Regions from separate parts of the Mus musculus genome. Here regions 1, 3 and 4 are each linked to region 2. The links are chromatin contacts, called in public Hi-C maps. All regions are on one chromosome and are shown on one strand. Each heading gives the region's core, a stretch centred on a gene start, on an enhancer-like site or on the middle of the called end of the contact. The rest is flanking DNA. Distances are from core to core; before and after follow the strand shown.

Region 1 (2,700 bases), core at 16-2,515, 780 kb before region 2:
AGAACTCAGCCCTCTAGGCCCAATCCCAGTGCTGCCTGTATTTGTGTTCCTCTAGCAACTGATGTTTCTGATTGATTTGTTTGACTAGAGGATGGGGTGAGGGTTGACAGGTAAGGGCAGCTGAATAAACACGGTGAAGGACCTTTTGCACATCAGATCAATTTCCTGAGATGAATGCAAAGTTCTGACGCTCACTGCAGCAGCTGGACTAACCCTGACACCTCCAGAGTTGTTCATTTGAGGGCTGGTGTGCTAGGGCAGCAGCCCAGGCCTGGATCCTCCTGTCTATCCATATTCACCTGTTTCCAGAGTCGCCCTCTGCTGGCCATTTGTCAAGTTCTTGTAGCCTTGTTCCTAATTGTTTGGCTTCCAGACCAGGCTAGAAAACACAAAGGGAGACACAAATTGTCTACCGTGTGCTGTTCTTCTCAGTGTCTTGTCCTAAACAATGTGTCCAAGATCAGTGCCCCAAGGGCTGAGGACCAAACATGTTGCCAGGAGATGACACAAAGGAAAGGATTCTCACCTGATTCCCACCTTTCCTCAATTGCTTTCTGGATTGGGCAGGGCTGGTCCTGAGATTGCTGCTATGAGGATCAAATTGCTGCTTCTAAAGTGCCCCAGACTTTCCTTACACTGGAGACCATGACATGGGTCTTGAAAGAGCTCCTGTCCCAGTGGGTGTGGGGGAGGGAATCACTGAATGACTTCCTTCTGATGAACAGGTTTAGTACAAAAGGAGATCTATTGAGACGGCTATGAGAATAGCCATCACAGACATTTGGCGTACCAAGCTGATTTCTGTGGAGTAGAGAAAGGGTCACTGTGCATTGAGAGTCCAAGATCAAAAGCAGTGCTGATTGACACGAAGCACAGGCGATGGATCAGCATGGATGAGGACAATTCAGCTGAAGCTTAGTTTGGAAAGATCAAAAAGATTCTACAAAGAGGATAGTGGACCAGGCCCATAGAAACACTTTACTTAGAGAGGGCTGGGGAGAAGAGCTGGCTTTGGCTAAATTAAGGCTGAAGCTAGGTCTGGGCATACTGGTTTGGAGCCAAATTGGCTAACCTTCTCTGACTTATTAGTATTCTTATCAGTGAACTGTATCAACCAGTCTGCAGTGGACGTGCACTAATTGACAAGTTATGCAGAACCAGTATGAGAGTGACAGGATGTGGCAGGGAGAAGATTGGGCAGGCCAGACACTAGGTTTCTTTCTCTTGCTCTTTTGAAACAGCTCCCGTTAGAGGAGCTGGATCTGATGACAGGCTTCTACCACAGCTACTGGGGGAGGAATGAGGTCTCTGTCTGTCTTCCTGCTTATAGATGAGGAGGGTATTTTTGTGATTATTCACAAAAAACACAAGCCAGCTATCACCATATTTGGAAGTCACACTGAAGCAGGCCTATTTTGTAGTTTCACCTCATGTACCCTGAGCTTGACAGAGAAATTTAGAGCTGAATTTTAAGAGTTATTTTAGGAATGAGACTCCAGCTTCTGTCTTTTCTGGTTGCAATCTCATCTGCTTTATCCCCCAAATATTTTTATTGGAGAAAGTGCAGTCTGAGAATTTCCTGGCCCCAAAGGGAATAGATATGATAACATGAAACTGTGTTTTATTTTTTAGTTTTTTTTTTTTTTTAAACATTTCTGAGGAGATAGTTCAAAGCCACTAGCTGGTGTCTACAGTGGACTCACAGCATTGCTGCATTCCTGAAATTCTCTAAGAAGCCACCACTTTAAATCCTCCACCAGCAACCACCATGTTCCTATTGGAGCCGACTCTAGGCCCAAACAAGAGAATCACTTCTAGGGATTAAAAGAACCCCAATTAAGTTTGCATTAGTGAAAGCAATTTAACTTGAGGTCATGTTAAATCAGGCCACTACTGCTAAATGAGCGCAATGGAATTTGCTTTGGTGGCTCCTCAGAGCAGAGCTTGGAGTGGGAGCTGAGGGAGTGGGGGATGGGTAGAGCAGGGAGAGCTGAGAAGTCTTTCCCGTGCTTCAGAACACTGGAGGGTTTTTAACAATTTATTTATTTGTTCACTTTCCATTCCTATCAAGGCCTCCCTGTTGTTTCTTTCCTCCCAATCCCACCCTTACAAGCCCCTCCACCATTACCCTCTCCCCTTTTCCTCAGAGAAGGGGAAGCCCCCTTGGGTACCACCCAACTCTGGCACATCCAGTCATAGTAGGACTAAGCACATCCTCTCCCACTAGGGCCCAACCAGACAGTCCAGTTAGGGGAAAGGGATCCAATGGCAGGCAACAGAGTCAGAGACAGCCTCCACTCCAATTATTAGGTGACCCACATGAAGACCAAGCTGAATATCTGCTACAAACGTGTGTGTTGGGGTGGGGGGAGGGTAGGTACAACCCCTGTATGCTCTTTGATTGTTAGATTAGTCTCTGTGAGCCCACGTGAGCCCAGGTTAGTTGACTTTGTAGGTCTTCTTGCGGTGTCCTTCACTCCTCTGTTTCACTCAAGTCTATTCCCCACTCTTCCACAAGACTCACCGAGCTCTGCCTCATGTTTGGGTATAAGTCTCCTCTTCTGTTTGAATCCCTTGCTGGATGATACCTCTCAGGAGACCATTATGCTAGGTTCCTGTCTGTAAGCATAGTAGAGTATCATTAATAGTATCAGGGATTAGTTCTTTTACATGGGGTATGACTCAAGTTGGGCCAGTTAT
Region 2 (2,700 bases), core at 158-2,657:
GCAAGAGTAAGGAAGTCTGGGATTCTCCCTTCCCATTTTCAGAGAGCCACTATGGCCAGGCAATGTGTGTCAATGCTAGAGTCTCTTAGAGAAGGTCTTAAGAGGGCAAACAACCTGAGAGTATTGCATAAAGGCAGGAAGATGAAGCCAGGGTTACTGTAGAGATCCCCTAAGATGCTGGATATGCTAGAGCCATGAGTCATTTGCCAAGGAAGAACTAGAAACAAGGATTGGAACTAGTCCAAGAGAGAGAGAGAGATGTAAGTGTGTTGCATGCAGCAAAACGCTCTAGATAGAGCCACTGACGGTCTTTGAAACTAAAGTCTCAGTCATGGGACACAGATCTACAAGATTGGGTGTTTCACCTGCTAGGCTTCAGTCTTACTTTGACCCAGCATTTCCTCACCATGCCCCCATTCCCTCCTTTCTAATGGGAACATATATTCTACACCCCTGGGTGACAGAAGTGGGTATTTTGCTTTCTGGTGTCACAGGAGTTGGACTACATATATTTTGCACTATGCTATGGCCATAAGCCTATGGGGACCAGAGATGGAATATGGTGGTCTGAATGAGAAATGATGTCCCATAGGCTCAGGTATCTGAACCACTGGTGGTCATGTTACAGCAAGGTTATGGGACATTTATGGCAAGAAGGCTTGCTGGAGCGAGGATGTCACCAGAGCGTGCCTTGAGATTTCAAAGCCTTGTTTGACTTCCAATTCACTCTTTATTTTCTGTGTGTGACTGAGAGACTGCGATACATCTCTCAGCTTCTTGCTCTGCCTTCCATGCCCCACTACCATTACGGACTTCTGGCCCTCTGGCTCTCTAGGCCAATATAAACTCTTCCTCAAGTTGCTCTTAGTTATAGTGTTTTATTACCACAGCAGGAAGTAACTAATCCATGCCCCCAAAGGGACCTGCCAGGCCTCCCCCCTTCTGCAGCTCTGTCCCGCATGCCTTGAGGCACATGAGCTGACTTCCTGAGTAATCTGGGATTATTGCAATGGAGCACTCTCTGTGTGCCTGGCTCTGCACAGAACCTCCCATTTGTATCTTGCCAGTTAGCCTCATTTAGCCCCTCAAGGAGATATTACTATTTCATTTTAAAGATACAGAAATTAAGCCTCAGAGGGGGCCACTGAGCCAACCCTCACACATCTTATAAAGTGCCAAAATTAAAACTCAGGTCTACACAACCCTAAAGTCTGTCCTCTAGTTAGGAAAAAAAAAAAAACTGACAATAGTCAGCGTATATCCTTTCAACTTGCAGGCCAACCAAAACACAGCTGGTTAAGGATGGGTTATCCTGATGTGACTCAGAAGCCATGTGGTACCACTCCTCACAGCCCAGAGGTGCCTGGTATAGCTGAGCACACAGCAAGTCTGTGGTGGCCACCAGCGCCACACTTGCCTGTAGAGGCACAGACAGCTGTGAAGGAGTTAACAGCTCTGGTGGAGAGTGTCTGGATGTGGGCCACCTCTTTTAAATACTAAGCCCCTGGTATCCTTGCTAATGCCATTCTCCCTGCTGCAGGTTTTACTCACAGGAGTAATGAATTAATTAGTGAATATGGGTGAGAAGCTCTTTGAAGTTGTAAAAAAAAAAGCCCACAGTACAGATGCTAAGGAAAGGAACCAAACAGACTAAATGAGATAGCCTGTGGGGGACAGTAGCTCTTGGTGATGGAGCCCACAGCTCTCTGAGGGCAAGTGCAGATAAAACAAAGAGAAAGCTCCTTGCAAGGGAGCCCAGCAGGGTCGAGAATCATGTCTTCAGTGTGTCTGCTATGACTTTTCTGTTGGTCTCTTCTGCTACAAGATTGTTGTATCATCTCAATTTCCATCCGGGGGCTCACAACAACCAAGGCCACATGTGGGGAAGATTTCTTACCACATCAATTATGGCAAAAGTGGTCACCAGGTAAAAGAAGAATTGGGAGGAAGAGAGAGAAAGACAGAGATGGAGAGACAGAGACAGACAGACAAACAGACAGACAAAGAGCAAGCAAGCATACCGTACTACCAGGAAGCTAGTCTTGTAATAACAGCATTAATCCAAATAGGAAGGCAGAATTCTGGTGGCTTCTTTAAGTCGTCCCTCTCAACACTGTTGCACTGGGAATTATGGTTCCAACATTTGCACTTGGAGGGGCACATTCAAATTATGGCAACAGTATATGGATACATTGTATGTAGTACACAATGTTAATTTTAAAAATGTGTTTTAAGACAGGCTTTCATCAGGCAACCCTGGCTGGTCTAGAACACATTGCACAGATCAGGCTGGTCCCAAACTCACAGAAATCCATCTGCCTCTTCCTCTTAAGTGCTGGGATCTTTAAAGGCCTCTGCCACCATGCCCAGCTTTAAAAACTTTACTGGCTTATGTAGTTCACATGGTATGTTTGCTAGATAGCACTGCTGGTTCTAAGCCAGGATCGACACCAGAGTGCCTTTCAGAGCAGTCACAGTCACTGTGTCAATCAAATCATCTTCAGAATTATGCAGAGTGGGTGCTGAAACCGTCTTATGGATGAGACCAAAGGAAATTGCTGTTGTTCTTGTTTGGGATCAGTGGTAGGGATGTGGTCTCAGTATATGGCATGGGATAGCCTGGAATTCATGAGGTAGCCCAAGCTAATCTCAGGGACAATCCTCCTATGTCAGCCTCCTAAACACTAGGATTCCAGGCTG
Region 3 (2,883 bases), core at 115-2,614, 670 kb before region 2:
CTGGCAGCAGCCCGACTTCAGCTTCAAAGCCCAGTGGGAAATGCCTGTGTTCCCCCCATCTCTTCAAGAGAGATGACTCATCTATTTGGGTCTGGAAGCACTGTTGAGTTCTGTTATAATATTTATTACCATTTTCCTTACATTATACATTCCTGGTAAGTGTGATCATTGACATCATGGTCAATATTTAAATTGAAAATTGCCAAGCCTTGTGAAAGACTCTTAGGCAGGGTTGCTTATCTCAGAAAGGCAGCTTAAAGGCTATGGGTGCACTTTTATTCCCTCCCAGGAAAGCAGCTCAACAAGAGCCATAAATATTTCCTTAGAAGGTAGGTATTTTTAGCGTATGGCATTAGAACGGGACACAGCATATATGCCAAGGTTTGGGCATTAATTGGAGTGGAAGACCTGTCTACAGATTATTCATTATATTCATCTAAGGATTTTTATTGAGCACCCACTATGTTCTGATTACCAATATTCAGTAGTGCCTTAGAGACACTTTTGCATCCAGCCTGTGGTGGCGGTGAATGCCACTGAAAGATCCATCTAGTTCTAAACCATGATGGGTCTAAGAAGGAATCTGACAAAAGGATTGACCAGGGTGAGTTGAGAAGCAGGAAGAAACATCAGAAGTGAGGGCTCTGATAAATGCATGTATTTATTTGCTGAATGAAAAAAAAAAACAAAAGAGAGCAGAGAGGAGAACACACCAGTGTGAATTAAAAAGACTTAAAGGGTCAGTGTGTTTCTGTGCAAGAGAGTGGGTGTGTGTGTGGTATGAGGCAAAACTGAGAAGGTGGGATTGATGATATACAGAATCCTTTAAGCTCTATTGAGAATTTCTTATGATTAATATGAGGAACAGTGGGGATACATTGGATACCTTTAAGTAGAAAGCGACACAATTGGATTTGGAATTTGATGCATCACTGTGACCACATTGTGTGAAGAAACAAAATATGTACTAGTAACAGAGCCCAGAAACTTGCCAAAGACTGTAATAGGTGTCAGAGACCAAAGCGTGGAACAGTGGCTTAATTAGCTGTGAGTCACTCTGTGTGATCCGAGAAGTAATAGACTCAAAGCCTTTCAACTGAGAAAGTATCTGAGTCTTGGTAGGAGTAGAAATTAAAAGCAAATAGAAGAACTATTTAGCGTGGATTCACTTTTCTCTATTATACTCAGTGAGAGAACCGAAGCACCTATCTTACAAGGAGGACATGAAAAAAAGAAATGGACTCAGATCTCACCCTGTGGTTTTAATATCCATCTGCTAAATCCTCAGGGGACCTCCAGTGGTGTGCCTATTAACAGTGTTCTCAACACAAGCATTGACTGTGGAATTCAGGATTCACTTCATGTAACTGTAGCCCAGGATAGCACAATCACCAAGCTCAAAGACTGCTCCAATGCCTCAAACCACATTAACAGACAAACCATGACAACAGCTGGAAGCTTGTCACTTAAAAGAGTCCATTAGAGGGAAACACAGAAGACCTCTGAGGGGGGGAAGCCAGAGGAATGTGTTTCTTCTGACTTCACGTCAGAGATACAGCAGGGGAGCCTAAAGATTGCACTCGTCAAATGATTGTGGCTGAACTCGTCAGGAAGCAAGACCATGGCCTCAAAAAATCAGATGCAAGGGTGTCCAAAAAAGGGTAATAGAAAAAGACCTTGAAAATGGCCTGGGGAGCAGGCAGGGATGAATGGCCAGGCTCCATTTGTGGCCCAGCTGGGAGCAGAGATAGGATCTCAGTCATCCTATCCTGATCTCATGCTCCATTTCAGTTCATTTAAATTAACATCAAATTGAAAACCGTGGGGCATCCAAGGGAAACCAACACTGCTAATGTATCTATGGCTTCTTTTTTTTTTTTTTTTTTTTTTTTTTGACCCTAGGAAAGCAGAGTGAGGGCTCACAGGTGACATAAGAGGCAAACTGCCTGTATCTTATGGGCATACTCACATTATATAGTGAGCGGTATGAGAGTTAAGAATAATGAATACATGGCATTAAACATGCATCAGTAGATGTTAAAATACAAAAGCATGTATGTTTTTATATAAATTTCAATGGCAATTCATAGAATATATGCATAGTTTATATATATATATGTGTGTGTGTGTGTGTGTTTGTGTGTGTGTGTGTGTGTGTGTGTAGATATAGATAGATAATAGATACTACATGTGTGTATATGTGTGTATGTACACAAATACATATATGAGCATGCATGTGCAAAACTATGCTAAGATGAAAACACATGATCTGCAATTAGTAGGCTTAGGGTCATTTTAAATGAGGATGGTTTGGACTTAAGAGACACCAGGGACAGAGATGGCTTCAGGCCTTGACTTACATGTACACATGCAATCATGTACACACACATACATACACACACTCACACATACACACACACACACACACACACACACTGAACCACTGTTCAGAGTTCTGCTATATTATTTTTAAATAAAACTTGCATTTTAGAAACTGTATATCAGGATTGCTACAGATATTCAAAGTGATTTCCAGAAAAGATGATATCTGATACTATATTGAAAGTAGGTGAAGGAAACCAAAGAGAAAAGTGTATCAAAAACCAAAATGGCTGTGGAGTGCTGAGCAATTGTGGCTGCTTCTGGGTATGCCTAGAAGTTCAGGAAAAGGAAAGCATAGGTCAAAGCTTGAGTACTCTTGTCTATAAGGCTAAGAAAAGTAGCTTTAGTCCCTAATGAAAGGGTAGTGTTGAAAGATTTTATACTAGGTAATCAGTGGCAGATTTGTGTCCTGGGAACAGTGGACTAGAAACAAAGTGGCCTTTGTAGGGCTATTCCCAGAGATAATAAGCCAGTAAATAGACTAACAAAATCTCCAGCATG
Region 4 (2,700 bases), core at 181-2,680, 930 kb before region 2:
ATTGCAGACTCCTGGGAACAGGTGAGAAATGCTGCAGCAAGCTCATCTGAGCACTGCTGCAAGCTCATTTAATACCCTCCACCCACACTCCCATTGGTCCCAAGAAAGTATCTATTCTAAACAGCAGTTTCTGATTGGCTAACACTGTTTGCACCAGCAATTCTTGTTCTCTCAGGCAGTCCTCAATTAGGTCCTCCTGCAGAAGTTGCTTTTGCGGCTGCATGGCCCCCAGTGTTTATGTAGAGACGCCCCCTCCCCCCCCTGCCCCCGCCATTCCTGCTACAGTATATGAGTGCTTTGCCTGCGTGTGTGTCCATGGACACATGCATATAGTGTGTGAGTAGGCTGGAAGAGAGTCTTGGATCCCCTGACGGAGTTACAGACAGTTGTGAGCTACCATGTGGGTTCTGGAAATTGAATGAAAGTCTTGGTAAGAATTGACCCATCTCTCCAGTCCCTAAATTTTCCATTTTTTAAGTGTCATTCGAAGATTTTGCTAAGAAACTTAACATTAGAGCTCTAGATGTCTTCTTTCTGAAAACATTACCAGTGCCCGGAGTATGCTACAAATAATGAATACTAAGACAATAGAGGAATTGCTATTGTCCTGTCCCCTTACAAGTGGATACACTGTACACTGCATTCCACTGCAAACCACAAGAAACAGAATGTTTACTGTCCAGAGTCAGGTGCCCTACCGATGTGGTTCAAGGCTCAAGGGCATGCAAGGCATTCTCGAATATATTTTCATCCCATCTGGGTATCACATGGTTTCTCAAGACCAGCACAGTGCCTTTCAAAGGTCTTGCAAATGCTGGGGTCACGTCTACATCTGAGCTTTTCCATGCTGAGATGCACAAGAACTGTGTCTGCATCAAGGCAAGCCATCTCTACCTTTAACACTTGGGTCTCGGTGCAACCTCTTGATAAAGTCTGCAAGAAACAAGCTCCTGGGGATAATTTGTCAAGTCGGCCATTGAGCAACAGGGTGCAGAATCCTTCCTGCCTTCTCTAGATAGGGGCCAGCATCTCAGCATGAAATTTGTTTACCCTTATCTTAGCATGCAAGAACAAATTACCCAGCCTTGTTATAAATCCCATGGATGTGTCTGGGGATCTGTTTCTGTGCTAATCTCCCACAAACTCTGCTCAGTTAGCCGGTTCCCTTTCCTTTCAGACTTCCTCCCCTGGCTCCAGGCTCTTGAATGTTATTCACACCGGTGAACACCATTATTGCCTTCCTGAAACGAAACAATGCAATCCTAGAGAGGGCAGCTAGAGCCTCTGCTGCTAAGAACTCCTCCATGCAAAAGGTTTCCTGTCAAGATTTCACCTGCTGGGAAAACTTACTCAAGCAACTCCCTGCCTTGATAGCCTGGGAAACAGACCCAGAACCTTTCAGGGTCTTTAGTAAAGTCAGTTGGATTGGATGATGCCCCAGGGCAGAAAACTTGTGCAATTGTGATGTAAATAACCTTGATAGCCCTGGCTAGGCTCAAGCTGAGAAAGGGAGAGCCTATTAAGCTAACAAGTAATTGAGATCATCCAGGTGTAGAGATCTTTGGCCTGGGTGCCTAGGCCTCAGAGAACACAAACAAGCACAGCCAAGGAACAAAAGACTTTGGGAAAACCATTAACAAGGACACTTGCTATGGAGACTTGTGTGTGCCACTTAACAAGGACACCTGTGTGTGCCCTGCATGTACAGTGCTCACAGTTGTCTTTATGCCTCCAGGGTCACTGCTCAGGACATTCACCCAAGAACAGTGAGGGGGGTGCTGTTCATATCAGGGACTGAGCACAGAGACTTGCAGCGTGTTGGGGCAACCAAGTGGCTATCCAGAGGCTGTGCTTTAAGGTCTGCCTCCAGACACACACACACACACACACACACACACACAACACACATACACACACATACACCAGACATAAACACAAACATACCACACACACATACACATAAACACACGCAAACACACCACACGTACATCCATACACAAACACCACACACACACACATCCATACACAAACACACCACACACAAACACATATACACATCACATACAAACACACCATACATCCATACACAAATATACACATACCACACCCAAACACACACACCAAACACTTACAAACACAAATACACACCACACACAAATACACACACCCAAACACAAAACACACACACACACTGCATGGAGACCTTGTTAAAGTGAAACAGCTTAGCAGTTCTGAGTCATTTTGTAATTTTAAGAAGTTCCCAGGTAGGCCCATGTTGCTAGTTTTCAGGTCCATGAAGCAAGTCACTCAGCCTCTGTCCATCATCTGTCTGCAGAGTCTGGACAAAGTCCAGGAAGCCTGGCACTCAGTGTGTGACAACTCAAAGGACAGGTGTGCATGACACAACAGAGTCTTTAGCTCATCTCTCAATCATCAGCAACAATGCTTACAATTATGAGGAAACACACCCTACAAGAAATAAATCCACTTCACACCAGGGCTCCATCACCATTTTTTTTTGAGAACGTGCTCCGGCCCCTGTGCTGGTTGTAAGTATTAGGCCGAGGTCTGCAGCTATCCACTAAGACCTATAGATTTCTTCTTCGCCTTAGAGCAGGAAGGGCCAGATTCCTCACAAAACTCTGTAACTGCGGTTAAATTTTAATCCTCATAGATAGGTAGAATAGTGCCCTCAGGACA

The links. A called contact is a pair of places that touch in the nucleus more often than the background predicts.
Region 1: a Hi-C map of the N1E-115 cell line shows a contact between it and region 2, with 12 times the contacts expected there. The contact joins two enhancer-like sites. A contact is called at or near these places in 3 of 39 promoter capture datasets (cranial neural crest, hippocampal neurons and pre-B cells) and 5 of 484 Hi-C or Micro-C datasets (CD4 T cells, the N1E-115 cell line, cerebral cortex and 2 more).
Region 3: a Hi-C map of the N1E-115 cell line shows a contact between it and region 2, with 4 times the contacts expected there. The contact joins two enhancer-like sites.
Region 4: a Hi-C map of the N1E-115 cell line shows a contact between it and region 2, with 7 times the contacts expected there. The contact joins two enhancer-like sites. A contact is called at or near these places in 10 of 484 Hi-C or Micro-C datasets (the AML12 cell line, CD4 T cells, the N1E-115 cell line and 6 more).

What each region holds. Positions count from the first base shown.
Region 1 is chr15:60,691,541-60,694,240 of GRCm38.p6, reverse strand. No RefSeq gene overlaps it. Among named protein-coding and RNA genes, the nearest start is that of Gm23835, 11 kb to the left of the region's middle. Within about 2 kb of position 1,265, at least 42 of the 459 cell types and tissues checked have an H3K27ac peak or open chromatin away from gene starts, as enhancers often do. A contact at or near this core is called in the N1E-115 cell line, where this site is marked.
Region 2 is chr15:59,907,173-59,909,872 of GRCm38.p6, reverse strand. No RefSeq gene overlaps it. Among named protein-coding and RNA genes, the nearest start is that of Gm36819, 85 kb to the right of the region's middle. Within about 2 kb of position 1,407, at least 4 of the 459 cell types and tissues checked have an H3K27ac peak or open chromatin away from gene starts, as enhancers often do. A contact at or near this core is called in the N1E-115 cell line, where this site is marked.
Region 3 is chr15:60,575,417-60,578,299 of GRCm38.p6, reverse strand. No RefSeq gene overlaps it. Among named protein-coding and RNA genes, the nearest start is that of Gm23835, 130 kb to the left of the region's middle. Within about 2 kb of position 1,364, at least 4 of the 459 cell types and tissues checked have an H3K27ac peak or open chromatin away from gene starts, as enhancers often do. A contact at or near this core is called in the N1E-115 cell line, where this site is marked.
Region 4 is chr15:60,838,756-60,841,455 of GRCm38.p6, reverse strand. No RefSeq gene overlaps it. Among named protein-coding and RNA genes, the nearest start is that of Lratd2, 15 kb to the right of the region's middle. Within about 2 kb of position 1,430, at least 24 of the 459 cell types and tissues checked have an H3K27ac peak or open chromatin away from gene starts, as enhancers often do. A contact at or near this core is called in the N1E-115 cell line, where this site is marked.